Linked DNA regions of Mus musculus: all the other regions are linked to region 1. The links are chromatin contacts, called in public HiChIP or PLAC-seq, Micro-C and promoter capture Hi-C maps. All regions are on one chromosome and are shown on one strand. The core of a region is the stretch at or near the end of the contact, and the rest is flanking DNA. Distances in the headings are between cores, read along the strand shown.

Region 1 (3,223 bases), core at 213-2,712:
TGGTCAGACCGAAGGGCCTTTGGCCACTATCAGTAACTTTGCCCAAGGGAGTCCCTTAAGTTAATATTAACTCAAGAAGTTCCTTTGGTCGGAAGCTACACATAGACTACAGTTCAGTTTTCTGTCTATTGTAACAACAGATCCTGCACATATTTTCCATCCATCTTGCTGCAGTCCCCATAAGGCGGCCGGCTCTGGGTGAGTCAGGGTAGCAGAGCCCTTTCCTCCAGTCTTACAGGGGTGGAAGTCCGCATGTGTGCAACCTGGAAAACAAGGTCAAAGGTCTCTGCAGTGTCCATTCTCCTAGACCTCGACAGCGCCAGCTCTTCATCGCTCACCCAAGTCTTATCTGGGTTCCCCCCCCCCCCCAGTGGGCTTTCCACCCCACCGGTCTCCAGAGAGCAGATCCCGGGTCGTCACTGGCAGGGACCCCGGCTGCTCCTGCTGGGCCTCCCCACTGGCCCTATTTTCACGCTCGTTTTGGTAAATCCGGGGCACCACGCAGGTCAGCCGAGCGCGACAGCACAGGGGGTTCCCCCCACCCGTACAAGCCGATTTCGAAAGTCGGGACACGAGCGAGGCGGCCGCGGTCTCGCGAGAAGAGGCAGGCCCCGCCTGGAGTTCGCGGCCCCCCCTCCCCGGCCCCACCCTCCCCACGTCCCCCGCCCTCCCTCCCACACTCCCCGTGGCGCGAGCGGCTGACTGAGCCTGGAGAGGAAACGGCAATCGCAGCCGCGCTCCCGCCCAGGCCGGCCCTGACGCGGGCCTCGTCAGCCGGTAACGGGGAGCAGAGGTGGGGGTCAGGGAGGCGTCCTCGAAGTCAGTGAAGGTCAGAACCGAGAGCTCTCTCTCTCCGACCCGGGTGAGGACTGGGGTCTGAGCTCGCCCCCACCCCAACTCTGCAGAGCCGAGGCAGGGTCGACCCCTCCCAGGGGCGGGGTGGCGCCGGGCAACTGCAGCCTAGGGGGCCACCCTGGGCGGGGCGCTCAGCCAGGAGAGAAGGGGTCAGCGGCAGGGGGTGCGGGCTTGGGCTGTGTAGCCGAGGCGGGGATGGGCTTCTGGAGCCCGGACTCCCGAGCTGGGCGGGGATGTCCCGGGGCCAGCAGGTCCTTTTCCGCCTCTCCTTTGGACCCTGACTGGAGGCCGGCGGGCGGGGGGGGGGGGGGTGGGTGGGTGGGGAGGGGGGGTCTGGGTGGGGGAGGGCAGGCGGCGCGAGGGGGCGGGTCCCGGCGCTGCGGGGCGCTGATTGGCTGAGCGCGTGTGGAATCGGGTGATGGGAAACGCAGCGCGGCTCTCCTGTCCTCTCTCGCTCCGCGCCCCCCCACCCCTTTCACCCGTGGCGAATGTGCTGCGAGGTGGCGGGTGCTTACGCTCGCGGGGTTTGGCTGTTGCAGGCAGGAGCTGGGAGGAGGCAGCAGCAGCGGCGGCGGCAGGAGCAGCGGCGGCGGCAGCAGCTGGGAGGAGGTGGTGACGGTGGCAACGGCAGCGTCGGGGACGATGGCGCGACTGGTGGCAGTGTGCAGGGACGGGGAGGAGGAGTTCCCCTTCGAGAGGAGGCAGATCCCCCTCTACATAGACGACACCCTGACGGTGAGCGAGCGGGCTGAGCGGGCCGGGCCGGGATGGGCCCGCTGCTCCCCGGCCTGGCAGCTGTTTCCCCTCCCCCAGGCCGAGCGCTGCGCACTGGAGAAAGAGTGTGTTGCAACTCCTAGGCGAGGCCGCCTCTCCGATGGGCCCCACGAACTCGCCATTGCAGCGGGGCCTCTCGGTACCCTTGGCAGGCCCCAGATCCAGCGCCCCGAAGGCACTTGGAGGTCCCCTGCTCGGGTCTTCCTCCCTCTCCGAACCTTTGGCCTTTAGGCCTGCCTTTGAGACGCTGTTTGCCTAAGCACGCGCCGGGGAGAAGGGTTGAAGGAGCTGGGGCGTTTAGGGCCTGTCCTCTCCAGAAAGCACTTACCCTCCGGGAGGCTCAATTAGTTGAAAATGTCGCAGCTGCATTGTTACCTGTGTGTTTCCCGTTTGAACACTGTAGCTATCTCTACATAAGTGTAATTACTGAGGGCAGAGTGACATTCTCTTGCACAGCGAAGATTCCACCTAAATGATTTGATTTCCTAATACGTCTCACATTGCCTAGTACATTATAATTCTTGAAATGGTTGGGTTAAGCCATGACTCTTCAAAATGGGCCTTCGTGGCATTTTTTTGGTTTACAAGTAGCCCAAGACCAAGTTATTGACTGTAAAGTAGTATGAAGAACTGACTGCTCATTGTGGATAGAAAAACACAAACGTGGGAAGATGGTTGTTTTAAGACTTGGTGTTGGTATACCTTTGCCGACCCCTCTACCCGGTGTTGTAGTACTGTTTCCTTTAAAAGGAAATGGCAGAAATTTGAGTTGATTCTGAGCAGGAAGTAAATGCAGTTGCTTACCACAGTTAAATGAACCTTCTCCGAACAAGTTTTGAAATCTTCATTTTGATGCTGACGCTCCTGGATTTTGCACTCGCCCATTGTGATCTGATGTAGATAAGTCTTCCAGCCTTTGACTTTTTTTCCACTCAAAGGCAGATCGGTTATCTTCCTGAAAAAAAAAAAAGTGTAGTTATGTACTGAAGGTTTTAGCATTTTATGTAAAATGCAAGTCATTGTGGAGATGCCAGTCTGAGCCTTTTTGCCAGTCTCAAGAGCTTCAGTACTTTTAAAAAATTAGGGAAGCTATTGACTGGTTCACTTCGATGGAACTTTGCAATGGAAAGCATGCTTTAAAAAAATAGTCTAATGATTTGACATAAAGTAGAATTTATATTAGAAATTACTTGTATGTATTGGTTATGGTTTCTTATTTTCTTGAATTTTAATTTTAATGGGCTTATATTAAAAATAGTTTTAAAAAAACAAGCTAGAAACCAGTTAAATGATTTTTTTCTCAGTATGATAGTGCTTGGTCATAGTTCATTTGTTATTACCTTCTGTCCCCTTCACCATAAAACCTTAAAAAAACACAGTTTGATAACAACCTTTTTTGTAGTGCATTTTTCCCCCTTAATCCTGAGGTTTGGGTTAATTTTTTTATTAGTATATAATATGAAAACAGAAAACCATTTTAAATTTTGTCTATTTACAAATTTTAAGATAACTTATACTCTCCTTTCACATAACCACCTTTAATGTGAATGTAGCACATTAGTCAATACTTCATAAAGCACTTTTAAGTGAACAG
Region 2 (3,223 bases), core at 329-2,828, 930 kb after region 1:
ACATATTTTTTCACAGAGTACCTCCACATTAGGATTATTATTCTCCAGAAATAGCAACACCTGTCCAAAAGGCTATGCATGACCATCATTGCAGTAGCAAGTAACAGCCAGTACCTAGGTATAATCCAGATGGCATCAACAAAGGTTGCTAGGTATGTGTTGTCTGACTTACCAGCTTGCACCGTTTTGGAACTGGAAAAAAAATGAGCATTAAGCCAATACTAACCTGAAGTCATCTTCTTTCTCTTTTTCTTCTTGGGCTCCTTACTCCTTTCCAACAGGACCCCTTGTGTTTTCTCCTCATTTGGGGGCTCCTGGTGTATTTGCAATGCTCCACATTCATCTGAGACGGACTTCTTGTTTCCGAAGAAGTCTAGTCCCTTCAGGACCTCCAAAGACTCGGAATCGAATTTCCTTTTTCCTACCTAAAACCCCAAAAGTTTTAAATGAAATTTACTGCCAGAACTGTTTCCATCCAACCGTGACTGGCTGTACGGAGGACGCAGGTTCAGTAATTCGCCTTTTTAACCTTTTCAAACAAGATTCTGTTGAGCTAAGTAGTGTGTTTAGGCAAACAGAATCCTATCAACAACAACAATGAATATTTATATACATTTACTACACGTCAAGGATATTTATTAGATATTAAATTACTTCATCCTCACACCAACCCTACAAGGTAAATAGCAGTGAGACAGAAGAGGGGAAAAAAAAATCCAGGCACCAGCAAGTAACTTAGTGAAGATCTCAGAAGTATTCACTAGCAGGCCCTGCATTTGATCCCAGAAATCCCTGCTCCAGGGTTCAAATGTAACCACAACACTGCAGTCAGGACGAAGAAACACAGACATCACCCTCCACAAAGGCTGTATTTTACAGTAAGGCTTATGTTTAAAATGTTTCACAAGTGAGTCCCAACTGACTTCCTTTCATGCTCACTACTTCTTTAAGAAACCCCCCGCATATCAGGATCACACTTTTGGTTGGCTACTTAAAATGTGGTTGGTTAGAGTGATGAAAAAACAAAACAAAACACCCCAACTCTCCACTGCAGTACAGCTATCTGTACATTAAGTCAAACTTGGGTAGCTTACAGTGAAAGCGTGCTTTCTTAGTTTCTAAGAGGGGTCTCGGAAAGGATTCCAACTTTGTGAGTAAAGTAAGATACCTGGGAATCAAAATGTCTGTGCCAGGCTCAACTGAGTCTACCGGGGCTCAGTAAACAGTCCTTCAGAAGTCTGGGGTAAATCTTAGGTTAAGCTAAATCCCAGGAGGGAAATGCTTGGGGGTGATCGGAGCCTGGCCTCGGGGTCTCCAGCGCGCCGGCTGCCCGGTTGGCGGCGGTCTCAATCTCCGGATCCCGCCCCTTCTCGGTCACGCGGCTCCCCGCGTACAGAAAGTACCTGGAATCGAGTAGCGTCTGCTGAGAAGCGCTTCACGTCGAACTTGGCGCCGGCTCCAAGCCGGCGAAACAGGTCGTAGGAATCCATCTTTACCCAGAAGGCCCCACGGCCTCCCGGCGCCTGCGTTTACCACTTTCTATCCGCGACTGCTTCCGCACAGGCCGTAGCGGAAGTCGCTCCAGGAGGCGGAGCCTGGCTGTGATAGGCGTGGAAAACGTGTGAGCTGGGAATTCGTTCACAAAATCCAAAATCGACGCTTCTTGTGCGTGGGAGTGTGCTAGACGTTTAGTGATAGTTTGATGAGCAACACGCCAATATTCTGCATTTTCGGTTACCGTTTAGAAAGGACAGAGATACTATTAACCAGTTACTGTAACTGAGGAAAATGGAAAGCATCGTGAGGCAAATTAAAAGCTGTGATGGGTTGAGAAGGGGTAGAAGCTAGTTTAGTTAGATTGGTTAAATTCAATCAAATTTGAACTGAGAAGGGGCCACTTTCCCAAGACATGGGAACAGCATTCCAGGGAAGAGAAAACCCATCTGAAGAAGGAAACGGATCTGAAACCTTGTTAGAACAGAAGCCGATCTGAGTTGCTCTCCAGTGCCACAGAAAGAAGGAAAAGGGGGTGGGTGGGGGGAGGGATGAAGGAAGAAATGAAGAAAGGAAAGAAAATTGGAGTAGCTGGAGCTAAGCTTACAGGGGCAAACAAACCAGGTCTCAACGCTGTAACAAGGGCATGATGAAGTATTTAGGTTTTAATCTAAACATGCTGCAAAACCAAAATTCATGGAAGGAGCAACTATCTTAGTTTATCCCATTTGATTTTTAGATTCATTCTCATTGTGTTTGAACTACTCGACTTTTTAAGTTTTGTATAACCTGTCTTCTGGAATGTAAGTCCACAAACATGAAGATCTATTTTTGCTTTATGATTGTATCCCTGGTTCTGTTTGCTTTCCATAAATGTTTGATGAATGAATTCGTGAAAGGGCCATACATGATTATTTGGAGTTATTTGGAGAAGGGACATGGAACAGATAAGAGTAGAAATGGAGACTAAAGTAGCTGTTGCTTTTATCTGGGTTGATAGCTATTCAAATGTGGATGGATTTGGGCTACAGTTTGGATATAGAGTTTAATGTACCTGATGGAGTTTGTGTAGGGTGAGGAAATGGATCCAGAGGTAGCTAAATATTGTGGTTTGAGCTGGGATGATGGCATGCCATTTACTGAACTAAGAAGAAAGGAAGAGCAGCCTTTTGGTGAGAATGAGAATCATGGAATTGTTACGTTTGTAGACATGTAGATCTCTACTTGATTAAGTGAAGACATCCAATTAGGTACTTGGACCCAAGAGTCTGAAGCTCAGGACTGAAGGCTGGAGAAACAAAACTGGGAGACATCAAAATATAAATAATACAATGCATAGACTCAAACATCATATGTCCATATCATTTGTGGATAGATCTATGATATAGAGAGGAGAGGGGGAAAGTTCAGTTCTAGTGAGACTTTCATTCTCGAGGAGAGCAGATGTGGAGTGAGCATAAGATGTCATGAAAATCTCTTCCCTGACTCCTCCTTACAGCTAACAGTGGGGACATCTTACTCTTTTAAATATATTTACTCCCTCTCTATAAATAGTATTTTGAGGAGACAGGAAGATGGCTCAACAGGTAGACACCAACCCTGCAAACTTGATGATCTGACTTTGATCCTGAGAACCCATGCAGAAGAACAGATAAGGCTGTGAAGACGTTTGTAGCATTTAGCTTAGGCAGGACCAAAGTTTATCCACGTTAATACAGTGGAGGTTATG
Region 3 (3,223 bases), core at 403-2,902, 860 kb after region 1:
AAGTGGAAGCGCTGAAATCAATGCCTTTTCCCTGAAATCTTTATGTGTTTTGGGTTTGTGACCGGAAAAAGAATTCTGTCCCCACGGCTCCTCATTCTCTCTTCCCTCTACAATGGAGCATGTAGTTTCAAGTCTGGATACTCACTGCTAACCTTCACTGGTCTTTGAGATTTGCATTAGTTAATTAATATATTGATTGATTAGTTGCAGTGCTGGGATAAAACCCCTGTGCTTTGTAAATACTCTACCACTGAGTCAGGCCAAAAGATGTTTTCTTAAGAATGGAAACAGTGTCAAGTTTAGTTCTCTTGTTCCGTGGGTTGTTTTAGCTTCAGCACTTATTATGGTCATGTGTATGACGTCTCTAGTGGTCTGTGTGGCACACGTGTGCCAGGTGTGGGTGCACAGGTCGGAGGACAGCCCAATTGCTGTTACCTCCTTCCAAATTCTCTCGGGGCTTGTTTGCTTGCTTTTTGGTTTTACTGTTTCAATATATCCTCGGCTCGTCTTGAACTCACAATCCTGTCTCAGCCTCACGAGAGGCCGAGGGGATCACTGGTGTGTGTCTCGCTCCTAGCTAAGCTTTAGTCTTGCATTGCTGAAGACTGTGAAGAAGATGTTTCTACATGTATTCATTTATTTGGTGCTGAGATTAAACAAGCATTTGTGGATGCTCGAAAGCATGTAACCAACTGAGCTCAAGAGCTTAAAGCTGCACTTCAGTTCTAGGCCACATTAAGGACTTCTGGGTCTACAAGGGGCAAAGGTTAAATTGTATCCCTGCTTTTTTAAGAGGGGAAAAAACCCCCAAAAACCAAAAAAAAAAAAAAAAAAAAAAAAAAAGTTTCAAGGGACACTGTGACTTCAATTTGATACCAGCCAGGTATTTCTTTGGTCTAACTGAAAAACACAAATTACACACATCCCCACACTTTCAAAATATGCCAAAGAATCGTTTATTAACACAGGACTTACAGATCGCAGGAGAGAGTACAGAAGAGCTAGAAAGGAAGCATCAGAGTAAGCATGCAGCCAGTGTTTGCAGAAGAGGAGGATAAAGCAAGTTCCCAACGACACATTCACACACAAGTGTCTCTACTGAAAAGACATCAGAAAAGCAGCCCAAAATAATAAGGCGCTGATTAAAATACAAAGATTTTCCATGTCAAAAAGAGCTACTTCACAGGCAAGTAGCCCCAGAGGGCTTGCTGGCTCTGAGAAAGTCACAGATCAGAGCAAGCTCTTGCTGCCAGACAAAGGAGCTTAAAGACCAAACACCAAGATGCTGCTGTGCCAGAGAGAGTAAATTTAGGGGGGTGGGAAAGCAGCCTCTTTGAAATGATAAGCAGCAAGGACTCAAAGGGTTAAATGTAATGATATGCAGAGAGAAACCAGGCAATGTTATTAGTATATCTATCTACCTTCATACAAAGAATTAACAGCACGGGTCAGAGAAGTATCCCCTTCAGAGTTAAGTTAGGGTTTCCAGGCAGGATTACGGTCCAGGGACAGTAACCATCCAAGTTTTTCTTTTCTTTTTTCCCCATCAGCCCGCTTATTTCTCCAGGATGTCTCAGACTAAGAGAGCAACAGATTCCACGGTGAGCGAAAGGGTAAAATAGAGTCACAGCGCGCTGAGGCAATGCCTGCGCTCACCTCTCCAGTATTTTACTCAGGCAGCAATCTGCAGTCTTGCTCAGCAACACATTAGCGTGACAGTCGGCATCAACCCATCTTAACAACCGCTCTGAAGGAAAGGATACTGCTCCTCCCCCAAGGGAGGTTTACAGAACAACAGAAGGGAACAATCTGCATTTAAGGTCTCCTCCCTTTGAACAGAGCTGTCTCCAACATGACAGGTTCCATTCTGGGAATGTTCCAAACATACAGAGAGAACACGAGCGAGTGAGCGAGTGAGCGAGCACAGATTATTTAACAGGTCCATTGGAATGAACTCAGTCAAAAGCCAACCTCCCCTTCCCAAAGAAAAGGTGGGAAAAAGACATCCCAGACCTGGATTAACTCATTTCACAAAGATGTGGTTTGGCACTGTGAAAGAATATAGATTCATTTTCAGAAAAATAGCCTCTAATTAATAACTTCAGAGTCCAAAAGGCTAGTATACATGTTGTGAAATTGTTTTTAAATAAAAATCAAATGTCGTTTAAAAAACAATGCCCCTTTGCAACCAAGTGTTGTGGCTCACGCAGCTCATATTAAAAATAACAAAGCATCCTATCAAACAAACAACACTGAAGGGGAAAATATAAAAAATGAAAAGAAAAAAAAAAAGGAGAAAGTACTAGTGATGGGCATCAGGAGCTGAGCCAGCCTGCTGCATCAGGCAAGCCCTCAGCCGGCAGCAGGCAGGACGGGGATCATCGCTAACTGCGTCCCATTCAAACCCAGCATAAGAAACTGCCAACATTTCAGTAACAAAGGGCGCCATTGCCAGTTTGAAATCTGCGGACTCCACAGCACTTCACAATGTCTGCTGAGTCTGTAAACGTACAATGTCTTACCTGTCCCTCTCAGGTAGAGAAACGAACCCTGCATGTGCACACTACATTTTCTAGAATAATACAGTAATACCGAGATAGTTCTCATTATTAAAGGCCACAAAGTAGGTTTATCTTTCTATATACATATCAAAAAAACAAAACAAAACAAAACAAAACAAAATAAAAACTAGGACACTTGGGAATCTAGTTCTTGTGACACAAAGTTAGACCCGAGAATAAACTGCTACATGTAAAGCCACACAGGGTTTAAAGAGGGCTCTCTAGAAAGAGGTTCTCACACATCAGAAGTTAGTAGCTACCCTAGCCTATCATCTACAGGGTTATTACAACTTAATACTGGCAGTAACACTGCAAAACTGTAACACTGAAAACAGGTCTGCTCCCCGCCAGGCCCTGACCCACAGAGCATCCCTAAGTGACCTCTTCACTCTTCTCAGGGGAGCTGGCAAGCTGAACTACAAGTGTGGGGAGTTCGTTCACTCTCTTGGCCTAGTCAGAGTCGGTTTCTGTAAACCAAACAAACACTGTCTTAGCAACCCTAATATACCAAAGAGGAGACAAAAGAGGAGGGCAGGCACTGCTAGTCCCTCTCACAGGCATGAAGAAACACTGTACACACTGCCAAATTCTTTATAAAACTTCTGGCTGTGTGGGGTTCACTGAGCAGTGGGTTCGTATGGGCCTCTGACACCAAGTGAGTA
Region 4 (3,223 bases), core at 470-2,969, 740 kb after region 1:
ATTCTATCATATCCCAGTGAAATAAAAAAATCCAACCAAAGTTTACCAAGTGATGTGGGACCTGGGTCCAGGCTGTTTTCCATCAAATCTCTTTACTTGGATCTGCTCCAGCCACTCTGACCTTCTTGCTTCTTCTTCTCCATGCCTATCAAAGCCACGCACCAGGGCCACCGTACCTGCTGAGTCTCATCTATGGTTCTCTCTAGAAATCTGGAAGCTTCTGTTTCTCATTCAATAATTGGATTTCCTCTTGTGTGTTATGTCTGCTAGGAAGCCTTTCTTCCCTATCCTGACTAAAAGAAAATCTATCACTGTTATATCTGGATCCTGATTTATTTCCCATAAAACCACATTATGAGGCATTTAAAAATATTTGTTACTTATATATTAATATGCAACATACTTATATTTTATTGCTTATATATAAAATACACAAACCTTATGTGCAAGAGCATATACTTCGCTCACTACCAAATTCTCAGCACCCAGGGAAGTGGCTGTTCGTTGTGCTTTTGTGAAATGAATGGATTTGGAGAGTCAGTAAATGTGAAGTACTCTATAGCATCAACTGTTTATTTAACGTGGTGGGGATGACTTTCACATGTGAATTTTTAATGTTTTTTCTTTACTACTCTTTTTTTTTTTGAGACAGATCTCTTACTCTGTAGCCCAGATTGATCTCAATCTCAAAGCAATTGTCCTGCACTCTCCAAGTGTTGAGATCACAGATGTGAGCCACTAATTGCACCCAGCTGCAGATTTTATTTTTATTTTAACAATAGACTTATATTACCTGTGTACCAAAAAACAAATCAAGATGCCACACGGGCAGATATCGTATAAATGAATTCCAACAGAAATTGGGCAAATCTATGAAACAGATTTTTAAATAGATATACAGCATAATAGTTAAGATCAAGCCATGGGTTGGAATAGAGCTCTTCCCCAACACTTGGTAGCACTGTGATCCTAAGTTATATATTTCAATGCTGGACCATGAGGACAGTAACAGTGCCTCCCTCAGAAAGTTGTTTTAGACGAACCCTTATGTGTAACCCGCTTTGTACAATGCCTGGCATGCAGTATTGAAGGACTCCACAAATGGAAGCTCTTATAAGAATCTATACTATTAGTAATAAGAGATGTTGGGACATACCTAGCCCTCAAGAGTGACATCAGAGTGGACCACCACATCATCACTGCGTTTCCATGTGGGCCTCTGAAGCCCAGGCAGGGGATGGGTCTTTCCAGAGAAGGCAATTTCGACGTCCCAGAAGCATCAGAATAAAAAGGACCCTCTTCACCCCTCAAGTCATTCAGTCCGGGTAATCCATGAGTGGCATGATGCGCCCGGGGCTCGTCATCCTCCAGTCCAGAGCCTGGGCAGCCTCAGTTTCTTTGCTTGCAAAAGAATTGGAATGGGACTGTTAAGAAAAAAATCTAGACTGAAACAGCGGAAGCCGCCTTAGCACATGCCACCGGGCCGCTTGTGGCGACGGAGAAAGTGACAGCAGGTCAGACTTCAGAGCCCACCGACTAGCAGCCAGGTACCACGCTCCCCATCCCGGGGCGGCGCCACCGGGACCCGCCCGCTGCCAGACTGGAGGAGGCGGGACCGCCTCGGCGTGCTCGCGGCACGGGACCGCGCACGTGAGTCGAGGCCGCGCACGCAGGCCGCGGCGCGCACGCAGAGTCTGCACAGCGCGCGCAGCGGCGGGCTCTTCGGCGCCGAGGTGCGGGACGTGGCGAGGTGAGGCGCGGGGCCGAGCGGCGGGAGCGAGGGCACGCGGGGTCACGAGGTGCCGGCTGGCGCGGCGGGGCCACGCGGCGGGGGAGGTTGGCGCGGCCGGGCGAGTCCCGAGCCCCTCCCCCCGGCGGCTGGCGGTGCCGCAGCTCCGTATTCCCGGCTGGGCGGTGGAGCACGGCCCCGGCCCACCTGACCCGCCGAACCCCCACGTGGGTCTCCGCGCCCCAGTGTTTAGCACTGTTTTGCGGTCGAGGCCCGGCTACAGTGACCTGCCCAAGACCGTGCAGCTCTAAGGATGTTAACTGCACAACTGCCAAGCCCGCGGCTCCCCTGTGCTCATGGGATCCTGCCCCTCCATGCCTTCCCTGATCCCTCTTGTAATTAATTTAAATGTAGCCCATCTCTCAAGGATGTTAGTGTCACTGCGTGGTCTTCTAAGGAAGGAGAGGAAGGAGGATTTTGCTTTCTGCAGCATTGTGCTTTGCAATGTGAAGTGTTTGTCAGAACGTACTGTAGAATCTTTGCCACTGTAAAGGTCTTGATAGAGCCCTGCTGTTCACCAGGCTGTAAAAACATTGTGCAAATACCCCAATCTTTAGCGCTTCATTTTCTTGGGGAAAACAGCCTATGTCAGGAGATTGTTAGGATTCCAAGATATAGTCCCCGTACTAAGATTACATTTAGTACCTGACATATGCCTTTGTTAATTTTTTTTTTAATTAATTTTTTTTTTTAGTCAGCCTCATGTATCTTGGGCTAACCTTGAACTTAATGTAGCCAAGAGTTTCCATGAACTGATCGTACTGTCTGTACCTCTGGAGTACTGGGTTTGTTTGCTCAATGGATGCTGGAGTGTGAATATAAAGCATCCTTGCTAAAACACCCTACAACTGAACTACTGAGCCACAACGTTCTTCAAAGATCATTTTTCTTGGAAATAGAGTAAAAACTCACCCCTACCCAAAATAGCCTAAAGTTTGACCCTCAGCCTTCTTATCTAAGCATTGCATATACTTTGTATGTCAGTCCCCAAGCTAAAAATGTCAACGTGAAAAACCTATTTTGGTTGGAGAGATGGCTCAGCGGTTAAGAGCACTGGCTGCGCTTCCAGAGGTTCCGAGTTCAAATCCCAGCAACCACACGGTGGCTCACAGCCATCTGTAATGGGATCTGATGCCTTCTGGTGGGTCTAAGGACAGCTACAATGTACTCATATAAATAAAATAAATAAATCTTTAAAAACAAAAGGGGGGGGGGCTGGAGAGATGGCTCAGAGGTTAAGACCACTGACTGCTCTTCAGAAGGTCCTGAGTTCAATTCCCAGCAACCACGTGGTGGCTCACGACCATCCGTAGCAAGCGCCCTCTTCTGGAGTGTCTGAAGGCAGCTACAGTGTACTTACAGATAATAAATAAATAAATCTTAAGGAAAAAAAAAAAGAAAAATCTATTTCAGGAGAAATGAAGGTGAATTAGC

Evidence for each region. Promoter capture Hi-C pulls out the DNA fragments that hold promoters and counts their contacts. A called contact is a pair of places that touch in the nucleus more often than the background predicts. HiChIP or PLAC-seq counts read pairs in DNA pulled down with a chosen protein or histone mark.
Region 2: a contact with region 1 is called in a promoter capture Hi-C map of pre-B cells, with 2.8 times the contacts expected there. The contact joins the promoter of Ddx52 here to the promoter of Ggnbp2os in region 1. A contact is called at or near these places in 11 of 39 promoter capture datasets (the 3T3-L1 cell line, 3T3-L1-derived adipocytes, the C10 cell line and 7 more), 2 of 115 datasets of contacts at active chromatin or transcription factors (embryonic midbrain and neural tube) and 1 of 9 other capture datasets (liver).
Region 3: a contact with region 1 is called in an H3K4me3 HiChIP or PLAC-seq map of embryonic forebrain, with 6 times the contacts expected there. The contact joins the enhancer-like site here to the promoter of Ggnbp2os in region 1. A contact is called at or near these places in 1 of 39 promoter capture datasets (hippocampal neurons) and 5 of 115 datasets of contacts at active chromatin or transcription factors (bone marrow-derived macrophages, differentiating embryonic stem cells, embryonic forebrain and 2 more).
Region 4: a Micro-C map of embryonic stem cells shows a contact between it and region 1, with 6 times the contacts expected there. The contact joins the promoter of Tada2a here to the promoter of Ggnbp2os in region 1. A contact is called at or near these places in 7 of 39 promoter capture datasets (the 3T3-L1 cell line, 3T3-L1-derived adipocytes, the C10 cell line and 4 more), 1 of 484 Hi-C or Micro-C datasets (embryonic stem cells) and 9 of 115 datasets of contacts at active chromatin or transcription factors (bone marrow-derived macrophages, embryonic hindbrain, embryonic midbrain and 5 more).

Annotation. Positions count from the first base shown.
Region 1 is chr11:84,868,244-84,871,466 of GRCm38.p6, reverse strand. Ggnbp2os (gametogenetin binding protein 2, opposite strand) reads right to left here and starts at 1,462. Exons shown (of 2, transcript NR_131201.1): 1 at 1,371-1,462; 2 at 1-263. Ggnbp2 (gametogenetin binding protein 2) reads left to right here and starts at 677. Exons shown (of 14, transcript NM_001364114.1): 1 at 677-862; 2 at 1,395-1,590. The coding sequence starts at 1,498.
Region 2 is chr11:83,940,445-83,943,667 of GRCm38.p6, reverse strand. Ddx52 (DExD box helicase 52) reads right to left here and starts at 1,578. Exons shown (of 15, transcript NM_030096.2): 1 at 1,404-1,578; 2 at 227-425. The coding sequence starts at 1,490.
Region 3 is chr11:84,009,795-84,013,017 of GRCm38.p6, reverse strand. All of the region lies in intron 13 of Synrg (synergin, gamma), which reads right to left. Among named protein-coding and RNA genes, the nearest start is that of Synrg, 47 kb to the right of the region's middle. Within about 2 kb of position 1,652, at least 21 of the 459 cell types and tissues checked have an H3K27ac peak or open chromatin away from gene starts, as enhancers often do. A contact at or near this core is called in embryonic forebrain and hippocampal neurons, where this site is marked.
Region 4 is chr11:84,128,064-84,131,286 of GRCm38.p6, reverse strand. It overlaps Tada2a (transcriptional adaptor 2A), which reads left to right and starts at 1,719. Exons shown (of 16, transcript NM_172562.3): 1 at 1,719-1,750. It also overlaps a transcript of Acaca not described here.